2 separate regions of the Sus scrofa genome follow, and region 2 is linked to region 1. A link is a contact called in public HiChIP or PLAC-seq data. All regions are on one chromosome and are shown on one strand. The core of a region is the stretch at or near the end of the contact, and the rest is flanking DNA. Distances in the headings are between cores, read along the strand shown. Region 1 overlaps RAPGEF6 (rap guanine nucleotide exchange factor 6). Region 2 overlaps FNIP1 (folliculin-interacting protein 1).

Evidence for each region. HiChIP or PLAC-seq counts read pairs in DNA pulled down with a chosen protein or histone mark.
Region 2: an H3K27ac HiChIP or PLAC-seq map of alveolar macrophages shows a contact between it and region 1. The contact joins two enhancer-like sites. A contact is called at or near these places in 1 of 47 Hi-C or Micro-C datasets (psoas muscle) and 1 of 2 datasets of contacts at active chromatin or transcription factors (alveolar macrophages).

What each region holds. Positions count from the first base shown.
Region 1 is chr2:133,937,766-133,943,012 of Sscrofa11.1, reverse strand. All of the region lies in intron 1 of RAPGEF6 (rap guanine nucleotide exchange factor 6), which reads left to right. Among named protein-coding and RNA genes, the nearest start is that of RAPGEF6, 11 kb to the left of the region's middle. Within about 2 kb of position 1,897, at least 17 of the 83 cell types and tissues checked have an H3K27ac peak or open chromatin away from gene starts, as enhancers often do. A contact at or near this core is called in alveolar macrophages, where this site is marked.
Region 2 is chr2:134,069,060-134,074,272 of Sscrofa11.1, reverse strand. The region is part of intron 1 of FNIP1 (folliculin-interacting protein 1); the gene reads left to right. Among named protein-coding and RNA genes, the nearest start is that of FNIP1, 22 kb to the left of the region's middle. Within about 2 kb of position 2,057, at least 1 of the 83 cell types and tissues checked has an H3K27ac peak or open chromatin away from gene starts, as enhancers often do. A contact at or near this core is called in alveolar macrophages, where this site is marked.

The sequences.
Region 1 (5,247 bases), core at 648-3,147:
TCTCAACCTAGAAAAAAAAAATTTTTTTTTTAATGCCGAGGCCCACCCTCCATTTCTTTAATTAGAACCTTCTGGAATGAAGTGTCAAGCATAGAAAGCTCCTTAAGTAATTCTGATGTATATACAAAGATTAGCAGCATTGGCCATTGTCCCATATTCTCCTATCTCTATGCTTTATATAGAATGGAAAAATGTTTACAGCCCTGGAATTCTGTATTTGGTTAAGCCTACTTCAAATCTGAGCTCTAGGACTGAGAATTTGAGTGACCCTAAGAAAGTTAGCTAATTTCTGTAAGATTGACTGTCTTCAGGGGATTGTCATGTGGGCTAAATGAGATAATATATTAAAGTATTTAGCAAAGTGCCAATCATAATGAACACTCAATAAATGGTAACCATACATATTAGCTTGTTGTTTCCTTTAACTGAAGGCCATCCTCTCACTTGACAAATGCAGACTCCTCACTGAAATTGCCTCTCCCATTCCTTTTTTGTGATCCCAGATTACTTTGCACCTTCCTCCACCATAGCAATTATTGTACTGCGTTATGATTCTAACATGTTTGTCTCCCTGCCTGGACTGTAAGTTCCTCGAGGACAGTGACTTTATTCTTATCTCCTCATTCACATCATGCAATACTTATTATATAAGAGGTAGCTAAATACTTGTAAATGACTTTAGAAAGGAATGTGACAAATACTGTTTTTCTCTTTTCTAGTGTGATTTCTATTAGTCTAATATATGAAGTGCTGGGGTAAAAAGATTGATGAAGTTTGGCACAATGACAAAATTTGCTATTCATATTCTCTTATTAAATATTAATAATGTACAATTACTAGAAAGAAACTATGTGTTTTATCTGGCAGTTCCTCAGAGACAATTTGGAGAGAGGAACTTTAGTCATACTTTGAAATAGGAACTCCTTTTTTTATGGCTTTGAAACACGTTTGCAGTTTTAACTGCAGTGCCAGTTTTACTTTTCATATGTTTTTAACCAGGTTTAAAACTTTGGCTGGACAAATATTTCATGCTGAGCTAGGTGTTACTGTAATTGCCTATTTACAATCTAAAAAGTTTTTTTTTTTTTTAAAGCTTATTTTTTTAAACCCAAAGTTAAAGAGGACTGAAAGAATGTAAAATTTAATATTCTTATAATTATCTATTAACCTCTTTCAGAATTTAGAATAACGATGTTTAAATGTACCACTTGTAGAAGTTCTTTCTGAATTGGCAAAAGAGCACCATTGTACTTGGAGTCATTTTTAAGTGAGTCACTGTGCATCTCTGAGGGTGGCAGAACAAAGATTCTGTTGTGCTCATCTACAGCAGATGCACATTCAGAGGGTTCCTTGGAAAGTAGAAGAACTTATTTTTGCTTCTGGGGCCCTCTGACCTTCATTTGTAAACTCAGCTGTAGAGAGGGAATACTAGATCTGGCTGGGGCCTTTATTAGGTAATTTCTCTTCCAAGACACCTCATTTTAAATGTATTGGATATTTATTGAGGAAAAACCTGCGGCCATTCAGGAGTTTCAACACCATAAGATTTTGTTTTTGAGAGATGAGGAGCTTTCCTTAGAATTCTGCAAAGAGGAAGAGCAGCCAGCAGTGGACAACGGCTTGACTGTATGAGTCTTGTTCTTTGACAGGGATGTACACTTGTGAGCTGTATAACCTTGTAGTTGCCATTTGGCTTTACTTTGAACTAGCCTGTGTAAACTTAGGTCTGGCTGTAGGTAAAAACTGTATGAGCCACTTTATTAAGAACTTGAGGTTATAGAAGCATAAGCAGCCCCTGTTTGATGTTCTCCACTACTAGACTTTCTCCAGTACTTTGCTATTCATGAAGCTGTGGGAGCTGTAGGGCTTCAAGCTTTGACACGTAGCAGAGACTGTGGGACTCATGGCCTAGGACACTTAGTACACAGCGGAAATAGCACCACCACATAGCATGTAATTGTGAGCATATATAGCTTCCCCAAAAATACTTTAGCTAATGGGGTCAAGAGCTAGTCAAATAGGCTGCATACAGATAAAGAAGTAAAATGTCTTGGTTAAGGTCACATGATTCATCAGTCAGTTCCTTAGACCACTGCTTTCTCTTTATCCCTGAACTTTAGGTTACATTGTAAGCTTTGAGCTTTTATTTCTTTACTGACATCTATATAGAGGTCTAATGTTTTCCTAAATAAATGCTTCTTGTTTAATCTTGCCTGTACTGCACGAAGTTCTTTAAAGTGACTGTGTTGATTTAATGGAAGTTTATAATTATCAAGTTTCATGTGGAATGAAAACAGGTTTGCTTGATAATGTGATTTTTTTATACCATTCTGTTTTATAACTTGTTTTCAGAGGATGTTAGCCTATTCTAGTTTGATTTCTTAAAAACATTTGACTAATATGAGATAGCTTCATCATAGTAGATTTTTTAGAAAAGAGTTTAGTGTCACAAGTGCCTCATAAGTGTCTCAAGTGCCCCCTGAAGTTTGAATTGTTCATGAATTCCTTAAATGACTTTCTAAGGCAGAGTTGAAGTTTTGTGTATGTGTGTGTCTGTGGAAGATTGCCTGATGGATATTTATGTGGTAAATATTTTTAAAACCCTATTTTTAAGTGCCAGGGACAAAAGGTTCAAGTTCTGCTGGGAGGAGATAGACAGGTACACAGACAATTAAAACACAGTCAGGTTAAGTACTGCGATAATTGCAAATACCAAGTGCTCAGGAGTTTGTGGGAAGGCTGTTGGGAGAGAGGAGTAAGGGGGTAGGCAGGTGTCATTCACGTTTTAGAAGAGGGAACTCTGATTTGAGTGTGGACTAGAATATATAAAAGTTATGTGAAGAAGGAGCAATATGTGTTTTCTGAAAAGGAAACAGTATTTGCCAAGACCACAAGGTGAGCTTGGCACAAACATGCAATTCACCTGGGTAGCTGGAACTTTGGGACAAAAATGAGTAGGAAAATAGATGAGGCTGGAGGTATGGTCAGGATCCAGACATCAAGGACTGTGTTCTCCTTGTTAAGGAGTCTGTATTTTCTTTTTACAAAGATCACTCTGGCAGCACTCTGAAGAATGGATTACAGGGGGGGCAGACTACAGGCAAGAAGGCTGTTTTCTGTTATCCAGTAAGAAATACTAAATCCCTGAATTGCTTCATTTGAAATGGGGAACAAAGATGTTTAGAAAGTAGAATTGAGAGATTCTCACCAGAACTGTCAAAGGTGAGTACTGTCACCTAAATGAAGGAACCTAGGAGCAAGACACAGCTAGGGGTATAGATGATCACTTTGTTTTTGGATTTGTTGCGCTTGAGAAGCTGATGGGTCACCCACCTGAAAGTGTGAAGTAGAAAGTGTAGTTATTTATTCCTTCTACATTTATTAGCTGGTATTCTGTACAGAACTTTCCGCACTTTCCCCTCTCCTCCTCCTTAAAAAGAACAACAACAAAAAACTGAATTCAGGGATTATTTTTGTATTTTTATTATTGTCATTATTCTTTCTCACTATTAGGTTGCCCCAAATTTAGCCAGCGGGAATCCTTTCTAAGTTCTTATGTCCTTTTGGCATGACCCCATTAGTCTTTAAGTAATACCGTTCTTTCTGGCCCAAAAAAATGTTCCAGGCTTGGGGGTTTCCATGTGACACAATGGTTTAAGGATCAGATGTTGTCACTGCACCTGCTCCAATGGCTGCTGTGGTGTGGGTTTGATCTCCCCCTCCCCACAACCTGGGGGTATAGGTACAGCCAAAAAAAAAGTTCCAGGCTTGTACTTGCTTTGCCCTTCTGCTAAAATCAGCCTTTTATCTAGGGAACCTTGGTTCCTTTTAGTAGGAAATGGTATTTAGAATCCATCGTCCCTGGCACCCGCTGTAATAATTGTTACATATAGATCTTTCTTGGCATTTTGCTGAATAAATTTATACCTTCATGAATGAGAAAACGAGTGGAATGGAATTTTGTGTTTAATATATGGGCTTAACTTGGAGTAGTTGTTGAAAATCATCTTCAAAATAGTTTTAATAGTCTGTTGATAATTAAACTTTGTTTTGTAACTTTATAATGCAAACATATAAAACATATACCAAGATTTATTAACTTTTACTGTGTGTTAGTATCTGTACCGCATATTTAATAGGCATTATTTTATGTTCAAAAGGAAGTAGTTTATCATTCCTGTGGTGCAAAAAATAAATGTTAATCACATTATCCAAGTTTACATGGATAACTGATAGAGGCAGAGTTGGAACCTACAACTGTCTCCAGTGTCGAAGATTTTATTATTTTTATTTTTAAAAATTTTTTAAAAATGATTTTTATTTTTTTCCATTGTAGCTGGTTTAGTGGTTCTGTCAATTTTATACTGTACAGCAAGGTCACCCAGTCACATATACACTTCTTTTTTCTCATGTTATCATGCTCCATCATAAGTGACTAGATATATAGTTCCCAGTGGTGTACAGCAGGGTCTCATTACTTATCCATTCCAAAGGCAGTAGTTTACCAAGATTTTAACCACATTGTTAGGCTGAAGGCAGCCTACTGATGATTTGGTGAAGTTTTTTTTTTTAAGTTTTATTGAAGTAGAGTTGATTTACAGGGTTGTGATAATTTCTGCCTACAACAAATTGATTCAATCATACATACACACATATCCATTCTCTTTCGTATTCTTTCCCCACATAGATTATCACAGAACATTGGGTAGAGTTCTCTGTATTATACAGCATGTCACCATTGGCCAATTTCCATATACCTCAGTGTGCACATGCCAATCCCAAACCCCCACATTTGGAGAAGGTTCTTCAGCATAAATTTTGATTATAGCTTCAGAATATGTATATCTTGGGACTGAATCTATACTGACTGTAGAGAGCCATCCTGAGAGATTTTTTTTATTGTTAAAATTCCCAGGATAATGAGTAAAATATCTTCGTTAATGAGTGTTTTAGATAATTGATGTACTGAAAGCTGTGTATGATGACTTAAGCATATCATGGATAAGAAATTCACCAATTTTAGACTTTGAGAAAAAGAAAAATTCAGAATTGCTCTAAGAATGCTAGTTTTGGTATTAGCGCCATGCTGCAGTGGGTTAAGAATCCAACTACAGTGGCTCTGGTTGCTGTGAAGGTGCAGGTTCTGTCCCCGGCTTGGCACAGTAGATTAAAGGATCTGATGTTAACTGCAGCAGCTCAGATTCAGTCCCTGACCTGGGAATTTCCATGTGTTGCACATGCACCCAT
Region 2 (5,213 bases), core at 808-3,307, 130 kb before region 1:
TTTATGAAAAAGGTAATGTACTATTACACATTTCACACCTTTTTCTTTTTTTCTTTTTATTTTTTTTAGGGCTGCATCACAGCATATGGAGGCTCCCAGGCAAGGGGTCAAATCGGAGCTGTAGCTGCTGGCCTACCCCACAGCCACAGCAACTGGTGATCTGAGCTGTGTCTGCAACCTACACCACAGCTCATGCAACACCCTATCCTTAACTCATTGATCAGTGATCGAGGCCAGGAATTGAACCTGCATCCTCATGGATGCTAGTCATATTCGTTTCCACCGAGCCACAGCGGGAACTCCTCACACCTTTTTCTTTTACTGTATTATGGAGATAACATTATATTGGTATTATAGATATCTTCTTCATTCTTTTTAACAGCCGCAAAGTAATCTATTCTTGGGTATAACATTATTTACCCAGTCTCCTACTTATGACTGGCTTGTTTCCCATCCTTAACTGTTACAAGTAATACTGCAGTAACTGATCATTCACTGTTTTTCCCTCCTAAATATTTCTCCACTATTTTACACATAATTTAATGGTACTTTATGGTAGCAGTGTATACCTTTTGATAATTTATAGAATTATACTTGGTCTTTACTGTGCATTTACTTTATGACACTTAAGCTAACATAATGTAATCTGCACAACATCATAAAAAGTATTAGAAGTGCTTTGCTTTGATGTGCAGCTACAGGGTCTTTTAGGCATAGGAAGAATTCAGATGGGATATGATTAGTTGGATTCAGCTGACACTTAAGAGAAACATCAGGAGATGCTAAACATTAACATTTGAGTTTTTCTTTATTTTATCCCAATACTCTGTCATCTCATTCCTCCAATGTATTTATTTTTTTCCTTTTTTGGCTGCACCTGTGGCATGTGGAAGTTCCCAGCCCAGGGACTGAATCCCAGCCAGAGCTGTGACCTACACCACAGCTGCAGCAATGCTTGATCCTTAACTCACCATGCAGGGCCGGAATTCAGCTGGTACTTCCACACAAACTTCATTCCTCCACTTTTAAAAGTACAAATTATTGAAGTATAACTTGTATATAGAAAAGTTTTCAGATTATAAAATGTAAAATTCAGCAGTTTTGTCAAAGTGAAATCACTTATATAACTAGCACCCAGATGTAGAAACAGAGTGTTGCCAGTATCCTAGAAGCCTATCTCATTCCCTCGTCTCACCTCCTCTCTCTTCCTTCCAGGGTAATTGCTTTCCTGACTTCCAATACCATAGATTAGTCTGTTTAACTTTGTGTAAATACGGTCATACTGTAATCACATACTTTTGTGTCTGACTTGTTTTGTTCAATATATTTCAGATTTATTTATCCCTTTTGTTGCATGTAGCTGTAGTCAGTGTTAAGTAGTATTTAAGTGTGTGAATATGCACACTTATTTGTCCAATCTCATTAATGGAGAATTATTTCCAACCAAAGTGTCATTTATAATTTTTGACTATTAGGGATCATAATTCTATGAATATATTTTTTTTAATTTTTATTTTTTGTCTTTTGTCTTTTTAGGACTGCACTCGTGACATATGGAGGTTCCCAGGCTAGGGCTCCAATTGGAGCTGTAGCCGTTGGCCTATGCCACAACCATAGCAACACGGGATCTGAGCTGTGTCTGCAACCTACACCACAGCTCACAGCCATGCCGGATCCTTGACCCACTGAGCGAGGCCAAGAACCAAACCTGCGTCCTCATGGATGCTAATCAGATTCATCTCTGCTGACCACGACAGGCACTCCCATGAATATTCTTATAGTTGTCTTTTGGTGGACTTCAAATGATAATTTCTCTTCAGCATTTCCATGTTTGCAGTATACTTACATGAAAGTTTCCAGGTTAAATAGATTATATTCTTTATTTATTTATTTTTTGATCCTGTGGCGTGTGGAAGTTTCTGGGCCAGGGATCAAACTTGTGTCACAACAGTGATCTGAGTCATTGCAGTAAAATGCCTGGTCCTTAACCTGATGCACTACCAGGAAACTCCCAGATTGAATTCTTGAATATGTTACATAACACTGGTTGCACATGTGTTAGCATTGCATATATAACCCCAATGTAATTATGCAATATATTTGTCCTCTTAACATGTAGAGATTGTACATGAAACCAGGCCTTTCCATGTAAAATATTCAAAAATACACTAGTTATGTCAGTTTTGCTGCATTTGCGCTAAATACTATTATACAGATGTACTATTTTGAGAGCATTTTGTCAAACCTTATGGATACAAAGATGAATAAGACAACTGCCAAGAAACTCACAGCCTAATGTGGGGTACACTGTGAACACAACTTACTTTACATTGTGCTGCTGTCATTAAGTGCCATAAAGAATGTATGAGGGGCGTTCCCATTGTTGCTCAGCAGAAGTGAACCCAACCAATATCCATGAGGATGCAGGTTCAATCCCTGGCCTCACTCAGTGGGTTAAGGATCCAGCGTTGCTGTATGCCATGGTGTAGGTCACAGCTATACAGCTGGAATCCTGAATTGCTGTGGCAGCGGCTGGCTGCTGCAGCTCCAATTTGACCCCTAGCCTGGGAACTTCCATGTGTCACAGGTATGGCCCTAAAAAGCAAAAAACAAACAAACAAAAACAAACTAGAAGCAGGATAGATTTTCTTTAGTTAAAGGGAGGATGGTTGGGATAGTTTAGACAGATACAGACAGGGAAGGAATTCCAGGTAGTGGGAACAACATGAGCAGAGTTTCAAAGGTGGAAGATCACAAGTCTATTCAAGGAACTTTGAGAAGTACAGGTTACTTGACTGTAGGTTTTTGAAAAGTAAGTTAGGTCCAGATAATAGAGACTTCAGTATCAAGAAATTTTTGTGGGGAGTTCTCTTTTTTTAATTAATTAATTTATTTATTTTATTTTTTTTTAATTTTCCCACCGTACAGCAAGGGGGTCAGGTTATCCTTACATGTATACATTACAATTACATTTTTTCCCCCATCCTTTCTTCTGTGCAACATGAGTATCTAGACAAAGTTCTCAATGCTATTCAGCAGGATCTCCTTGTAAATCTATTCTAAGTTGTGTCTGATAAGCCCCAGTTCCCGATCCCTCCCACTCCCTCCCCCTCCCATCAGGCAGCCACAAGTCTCTTCTCCAAGTCCATGATTTTCTTTTCTGTGGAAAGGTTCATTTGTGCTGGATATTAGATTCCAGTTATAAGTGATATCATATGGTATTTGTCTTTGTCTTTCTGGCTCATTTCACTCAGTATGAGATTCTCTAGTTCCATCCATGTTGCTGCAAATGGCATTATGTCATTCCTTTTTATGGCTGGGGAGTTCTCTTTTGCAGCAGGTTAAGGACTTGGATCATTGCTGTGGCGTGGGTTTTATCCTGGCCCAGGAACTTCCATATGTGGTGGGCACAGCTAAGGAAAAAAAATTTTTTTTTGTGAAGGGTAGATGGCCCCTGGAAATTTGAGGAGTCATAATGAGTGCTAGAAGGAATCTGTGTACCACAACTGTAGCTATGATCTTTAATTTTAGAAACTTTTAATAGAACTAGTGAATATAGGCTATATCACCCTTTTTATTATGCTTGCATTCAGTAATTGTGCCTCTTTTTAAAAAATATAATTTATGTATAATTCACCTGCTTAAAATGTGTAATTTAGGTTTTTTTGGTTTTTTTTTTTTTTTTTTTTTTTTAGTTTATTCACAAAGTTGTGCCATCATTACCATAGTCAGTATTAGAACTTTTTTTCTTTTTATGGCCGCACGTGTGGCATATGGCAGTTCCTTTGCTAGGGGTTAAATCGGAGCTGCAGCCACAGCCACACCAGATCCACTTACACAGCTTGTCGCAACACCTGATCCCAACCCACTGAGCAAGACCAGGGATCGAACCCGTGTCCTCATGGATACTGGTTGGGTTCGTTACCGCTGACCCATGTTGGGAACTCCTGTAGAACATTTTTGATCACCCGAAAAGAAACCTTATTCCCAATTGCAGTAATTCTCAGTTACTCTACCCATTATGACCCACCTTCCCTCAGCCTTAAACAGTCACTAATCTACTTTCTGTCTCTGTATATTTGCTTGTTCTGGACAATTCATATAAATGGAGTCTGGTCTTTTGTGAATGGCTTGTTTTACTTAACTTTTTTGGAGTCCTTTTAGGGTTGTATCCACAGCATACAGAATTCCCAGGCTAGGGGTCCAATCGGAGTCCACAGCCTGCAGCCACAGCCACAGCAACTAGGGATCCGAGCCGCATCTGCAACCTATACCACACACAGCTCAAAGGAACGCCAGATCCTTAACGCACTGAGGGAGGCCAGGGATCGAACCCATAACCTCATGGTTCCTAGTCTGATTTTTTTCTGCTGCTCTACGACAGGAACTCCCTTCATTCCTTTTTATTGATGAAGTTCTCATTGTGCTAATATATAACATTTTATTTATCCATTTATCAGTTAATAGATATTTAGGTTGTTTTTACATTTTGACTGGCTATTATGAATAATTCTGCTGTAAACTTCAGTGTACTTTTTCGTGAATGTGATTTCATTTCTCTTGAGCACATATTGGGGATGAAATTGTTGGGTTATATGGTAACTTCATGTGTAAACTTTGCAAGAACTGCCATACTTTTTTCCAAAGAATCCACTGACATAACTTTGTGATGCTGAAGTAAAATATCAACCTAGAATTGATATCTAGCGAAGCTTGTTTGAAAGTGGAGTGTATATATATATTTTATATGAATTAGACAAAAGATGAAGGAATATCACTAAAAGAAAAATGTTTGCCATGCAAGTAAATGCTAAGGAAAAAGAAATGGACAGCAACATAAAATGTGCATAAATCTACACAGATATTGGTGTTATGAAAACAACATATATGTCAACCAGAAACTAAGTACTGGAAAGTAATACCTGTGAGGGTGTAGGCAGTTGAGGAGAGAATGAAGTAGAGTTAAAACATTCTGACGTTCCCATTGTGATGCAGTGAAAATCAATCCGACTAATATCCATGAGGATGCGAGCCAATCCCTGGCCTCACTCAATGGGTCAAGGATCTGGCATTGCTGTGAGTTATGGTGTAGGTCACAGACACAGCTCAGATCCTCTGTTCCTATGGCTGTGGCTGGCAACTTTAGCTCCAATTTGACTCCTAGCCTGGAAACTGCGATATGCCACACATGCAGCCCTAAAAAACAAACAGAC